2 separate regions of the Xenopus tropicalis genome follow, and region 2 is linked to region 1. Evidence: chromatin contacts called from public Hi-C data. All regions are on one chromosome and are shown on one strand. The core of a region is the stretch at or near the end of the contact, and the rest is flanking DNA. Distances in the headings are between cores, read along the strand shown.

What was found. A called contact is a pair of places that touch in the nucleus more often than the background predicts.
Region 2: a contact with region 1 is called in a Hi-C map of neurula embryo, with 2.5 times the contacts expected there. The contact joins the promoter of emd here to the promoter of akna in region 1. A contact is called at or near these places in 3 of 5 Hi-C or Micro-C datasets (brain, neurula embryo and tailbud embryo).

What each region holds. Positions count from the first base shown.
Region 1 is chr8:31,924,491-31,927,838 of UCB_Xtro_10.0, reverse strand. akna (microtubule organization protein AKNA) reads right to left here and starts at 1,968. Exons shown (of 23, transcript XM_031890877.1): 1 at 1,837-1,968.
Region 2 is chr8:32,069,907-32,073,010 of UCB_Xtro_10.0, reverse strand. It overlaps emd (emerin), which reads right to left and starts at 1,658. Exons shown (of 8, transcript NM_001113046.1): 1 at 1,591-1,658.

The sequences.
Region 1 (3,348 bases), core at 719-3,218:
AACTATATTTATAGAAGGGCGACATGGTGACATTTAGACTTCATTTCAGTGTTGCCCCAGCCCTTCAGCTGTACAATTCCCAGCAAAGACCAACAAAAGAGGCTGGTAATTGTAGTTCAACAACCGCGATGCCACAGGTTGGACAGTCGTCCTTCTTATAAATAGCTGAGATTCCAGCGGGGAATGTCTTTTTTGCTGAGCCCACAAATTTCATTGCATATACTATAGAGAAGTACATAAGTCACACTTTTATTAATTCATTAAAGTGTATCATAATGGCATAGCTGTAACATTATAGCAGTGTTGTTTTATAGGTGCAGCTAATTACTTTATCATAATATTTACATATAAATATACAGCATTTATAAACTACATTTCCCAGCATCCCCAGACACCCAACATAAAATAAATTATATTATGCATTATATATTAGGGTCCCTCAATCTTCTATATATATATATGACTGGGAATGTCAATACACACCCTATCCCTTAGGAACAATTTGGATCAGACTTGACTGACTCAACTGAGTAAAAATGAAAATAAAACTAACTGCATGTTTTTAGCAACGGGTCTACGAGTTATAAACAGATAATGGGAGTTAACCTTCTCCTGGCCGATCTGTCAGGGTTTGGGTAATCTGTGGGGGATAAAAACATGCTTTTTAAACCTAAAGGAAGAGGAAGAAACCATAAGAGAGTATGAGCAGAGTGGGTGTGAGAGACTGCTAGCTGGGAGTTATGGGGTGAATGCCGGGGTGCAGACACTGAGGTTCTCATGGGGAGATGGGCAGAGTAGTAATTGGGTGCTGGGCAGAGTAGTAATTGGGTGCTGGGCAGAGTAGTAATTGGGTGCTGGGCAGAGCAGTAATTGGGTGCTGGGCAGATAGTAATTGCGTGCTGGGCAGAGTAGTAATTGGGTGCTGGGCAGAGTAGTAATTGGGTGCTGGGCAGAGCAGTAATTGGGTGCTGGGCAGAGTAGTAATTGGGTGCTGGGCAGAGTAGTAATTGGGTGCTGGGCAGAGCAGTAATTGGGTGCTGGGCAGAGTAGTAATTGGGTGCTGGGCAGAGCAGTAATTGGGTGCTGGGCAGATAGTAATTGCGTGCTGGGCAGAGTAGTAATTGGGTGCTGGGCAGAGCAGTAATTGGGTGCTGGGCAGAGTAGTAATTGGGTGCTGGGCAGAGTAGTAATTGGGTGCTGGGCAGAGTAGTAATTGGGTGCTGGGCAGAGCAGTAATTGGGTGCTGGGCAGAGCAGTAATTGGGTGCTGGGCAGAGCAGTAATTGGGTGCTGGGCAGAGCAGTAATTGGGTGCTGGGCAGAGCAGTAATTGGGTGCTGGGCAGAGCAGTAATTGGGTGCTGGGCAGAGCAGTAATTGGGTGCTGGGCAGAGCAGTAATTGGGTGCTGGGCAGAGCAGTAATTGGGTGCTGGGCAGAGCAGTAATTGGGTGCTGGGCAGAGCAGTAATTGGGTGCTGGGCAGAGCAGTAATTGGGTGCTGGGCAGAGTAGTAATTGGGTGCTGGGCAGAGTAGTAATTGGGTGCTGGGCAGAGCAGTAATTGGGTGCTGGGCAGAACAGTAATTGGGTGCTGGGCAGAGCAGTAATTGGGTGCTGGGCAGAGCAGTAATTGGGTGCTGGGCAGCGGAACAGACAAAGAGCCCAGCAGAGATTAGCAGGAGACACAGCCGGAGATGATCCCAGGAGGCCGGGGGGGGGGGGGGGCACAGGGGAAGGTGGGTGAGTAAGGGGCAAGCACAGGGAGGTAGTGAGGGGCCAGGCTGGATATGGGGAACGCTACAGAAATAGTTTCAATAGAGTTTAGGGGGAATCCATTACCGTGCAGTGATGGTTCGGGCTCTTCCAGTGCCCCGCTAGGTCCCGGTTGCCAAGAGAAGCTTTATACAAACCTGACCTGAATGGAATAGAATGTGAGTGTGTTACCACAGCAACCCAGCGTGTACACACACACACTCACACAGCCTAGCTAATCACAGCACCGCACAGCAAGCCTAGCTAATCGCACACACAGCAGCCTAGCTAATCGCACACACACACACAGCAGTCTAGTCCAGTTTGTTACTGTACCACACAAACACACAAAGGGAACAGTAACACACAAATGCAGGGCAGCTAATAAAGGTTTCACATAGACACTAGTACAGGACAGCCTGACCAATTGCAGCACCAACACATACAGAGCAAATATACACAAGGCATTGCACACTAAATAAAAGTTGTATTAATGCACAATCAAATCTAAATAGCCAGAGTACCAACCCCACTCATTTCAACCCCTAAAAAGGAATCTTCATGGGGTAAAGGGGATAATAAAAATGTGGCAGAATGAGAAGATTTTACCAACAGTTATACTTATTATATGGGGCCAATGTTTGAATGGAAAGCACTGTGTGTACATATGTGCCCTAGGCAATAGCAGGGCTGTACCACATGCTCAGACATGCTGTGGAACATACAAGCAACATGGCAAACTGAATGCACACCAACAAGCCTGAGCGTGTCTATAGGGGCCATACTAGGGTGTGTCTACAAATGCAAGTACAGGTATAGGACCCATTATCCAGAATGCTCGGGACCAAGGGTATTCCGGATAAGGGGTCTTTCCGTAATTTGGATCTCCATACCTTAAGTCTACTAAAAAATCAATAAAACATTAATTAAACCCAATAGAATTGTTTTGCATCCAATAAGGATTAATTATATCTTAGTTGGAATCAATTACAAGGTTCTGTTTTATTTCTACATAGAAAAAGCAAATCAGTTTTAAAATTCTGAATTATTTGATTAAAATGGAGTCTATGGGAGATGGGCATTCCGTAATTCGGAGCTTTCTGGATAACGGGTTTCCGGATAAGGGGTCCGATACCTGTACAGGTATACGGCCCATTATCCAGAATGCTTGTGACCAAGGCTATTCCGGATAATAGAAAGTAAGTTTAACTTGCGGGGGCCCCTGGAGCGGCAGCCCTGGTGGGCCCTGCACCCCCTGGTCCAACCCTGATTGTAGGTTAGTTGCCAATTGTCTGTTTGTTTGGGGGCTCCTGGGGGGTGCATGGTCTTGTTGTCCATTGTCTTAATATATGTGTTGTAGGTATTGGGATGCTTCCAGGAGAAGTGGGTTTTCTTTCAGGGTTTCCATGTTGTAACCATGTTGTTTATCTAAATGTATAAACTGTGAGATGTCTAATTGTGTGTGGAAGGGAGGTTATGTATGTGAGCTGGGTGTTAAAGATTTTTTTTGTTTTTTGGTGTTTTGTTCTTTTTTAGTTATTGCTTCCAGCCAGTCCATATATGGAAGATGTGGTGTAGTTTTTGTTTTACTAGTAGTAT
Region 2 (3,104 bases), core at 409-2,908, 150 kb before region 1:
ACTTGCACCTGCCTGCCCCGCTCAGGCGGATGACATCAGAGAAGAACTGCTATATAAATAACGACAGCTCAGGAGGTCAGGTTTGCAGCGGGCAAGATAGGGTTCCAACTAAGTAATTAATACAAGGCATTGAGGGAAATGAGTCTTAGCTGGAGTAGAGCTGATAAGCAACACAAGGACTGATTAAAAAAACATGGGAACAAGTGCAATTGGCAGTAGCAACCAATCAGCAATTTGTATTAAACAGTCTTCTAAAATGTATGAGTTTCCCGCATGTCCACTTGTCACAAATTGGTCTGGTTCAACCCTGTCTGCCTCTGCCCAAAGAGATGGTAACCCAAATAGCCTCGTAAAACATATTGGTGGGCACCATTGCAAATCTGAATTGACAAATGCCCCTGGATGGTTGGTGAATTTCACAACAAAGGAGCCACTGAGGTTGGCACGGGTGGTGGTTTGTTTTCTCATGGAAAAGTCACTGGGCGTGGCACATCCTCCCTTACCCACCAACTCTTCTGGTCTATACACAGGGGGCACAGCCATGTTTAGGCGTTACTACATCAGCAAAAATACACTGCTCCCCATGTATTATCTGGTCTATGCCATGCATGGGTCAGAGAAGGCTACCACTCTGCAGCAAGTGGCCAGTGGTGGGCCCAAGAATGCCCATATAGAAACTACAGCCCTAAAACACCAGTTACTTTTTCATAGAGAGCTGCAAGAACACAGCCCATTATCTCTTGAAAACCTGTCCATCTTCAGGCTTGCCAGTTCTACCCAACAAGACCAGAAACAGATAGGGCTGCTGTGTTTTCTGAAAACCCCCGTTTTTAGTTTTCTTCAGTATTAATTCTGGCATCAGGAATTGTATACAGGTTGTGAGTCTAAAGTGTAGGTGTATGTGCCCAGCAGGCCAACACTGCCAACTTGTACATTCTGGCAAATGGCGGAAGGCCTGTGGGGGGCTGTTGGCATATGTGCACCTAAAATGACAGGGTCTTTTTCAAATCTCAGTCCAGACTTGGTGCCCAGCGCTATTTTTACTATGAGAGAAGATGAACATCATGTCCCTTATACCAGAGGTGGCAAATAGTTTCCCACAGTAATAGAACTACAGCAGCACTATCAGCTAATCCTGTGGGCACAGAGGGGTCTAAAAGTCTGAGGGTATGAAGCCCACACACACGTCCTTCTGCACCCTGTGCCCAAGTTACCCCATGGCTATCCCTGGTAAATATCAAAGCCAAATGCGAAAAATAATCGTGTAGTGCTGCTAGCCTTGGGGGCCATTTGCAGCATAAGTACATACAATAAATACCATCATTATTGCTTACTGAAAAGTTTTTTTTTTTTTAAAACATCTATCGAGGTTAATGGAATCGTTCGTACAAGGGCATGCTTTAATGTGGGCCCACTGATATGTGCCAGCTGCCTCCCCTTCCCATGCTGCAGTACATAGGGGAGCGTAACGGCCGTGGCCACTCCCACTCCCATTGTGCGCGCCACACTGAGGCCGCGGCTCGGCTGCGGGGAACTCGTAGTAGGGCGGGGCTATATGCCGGGAATGGCGGGAAGGAGTCAGGCTCTTACCTTGGGTGGATAGCGCTTGTCGTATCTGACGGGGGAGCCGAGCACAGCGGACCGGTTGTTGTTTCTCAAAAGCTGGAAGGGGCAGAGCCGGAACTGTGTGAGGGCTAGAGAGTAGGATAGAAAGGGAGGGGATATGGTGTGGGCTGGGATGCGGCTCCGCCTAGTGGGGAAGCGATAGTAACATTCCTTTTCTTGATAATGGAGGAAGTCAGTAAAGGGTGTGTATGTGCCAGTGTGTGTGCCAGTCAATGTGTAGTATGCCAGTCAGTGTGTGTGCCAGTCAATGTGTAGTATGCCAGTCAGTGTGAAGTGTGCCAGTCAGTGTGAAGTGTGCCAGTCAGTGTGAAGTGTGCCAGTCAGTGTGAAGTGTGCTAGTCAGTATGCCAGTCAGTGTGTAGTATGCCAGTCAGTGTGAAGTGTGCCAGTCAGTGTGAAGTGTGCTAGTCAGTATGCCAGTCAGTGTGTAGTATGCCAGTCAGTGTGAAGTGTGCCAGTCAGTGTGAAGTGTGCTAGTCAGTATGCCAGTCAGTGTGTAGTATGCCAGTCAGTGTGAAGTGTGCCAGTCAGTGTGAAGTGTGCCAGTCAGTATGCCAGTCAGTGTGTAGTATGCCAGTCAGTGTGTGTGCCAGTCAGTATGCCAGTCAGTGTGAAGTGTGCCAGTCAGTGTGTAGTATGCCAGTCAGTGTGTGTGCCAGTCAGTATGCCAGTCAGTGTGTGTGCCAGTCAGTATGCCAGTCAGTTTGTATGCCAGTCAGTGTGTGTGCCAGTCAGTATGCCAGTCAGTGTGTAGTGTGCCAGTCAGTATGCCAGTCAGTGTGAAGTGTGCCAGTCAGTGTGTAGTATGCCAGTCAGTGTGAAGTGTGCCAGTCAGTATGCCAGTCAGTGTGTGTGCCAGTCAGTATGCCAGTCAGTTTGTATGCGCCAGTCAGTGTGAAGTGTGCCAGTCAGTGGCTCTGCCTGCTGGAAGACAGTGCTGTCAGCATGTAGGGGTATCTGTTCCAGTCTGAAGGGGGACCTGGCCATGCTGCGTTCACTAGGGGCCCCAGGTGGCCAATTGCCATGACCCAAACTGCCTGCAATCACATTTTTCCAACCCATTAATAACTATAAAGCTGGCCATACACGCACCAATAATATTGTACGAAACCTCGTTTCATACGATATTCTGTGCGTGTATGGCAAGTCGACAAGTCAACCGATATCGCAGGAAGCTGCTGATATCAGTCGACTCGCAGATCGGACCAGTTAAAAGATTTTGATCGGGCGCCATAGAAGGCACCTGACCAAAATCTGCCTTCAGCACTGAATCGGCAGAAGGAAGTAGAAATCCTATTGTTTCTACTTCCTTATCTGCCGTTTCAGCCCTGAATGGTTTGTGGCTGATTGTACAATCTTTCGTGCGACCGATGGCCACGTGTGTGGCCACCGTAACTCTCTCGTTTGCTGTGCTGACATGGGTAGGGAAAAGGGGCAGGATTTCTACAGTGGCTGCTCTGTGTGAGAGTGAAGTAGCG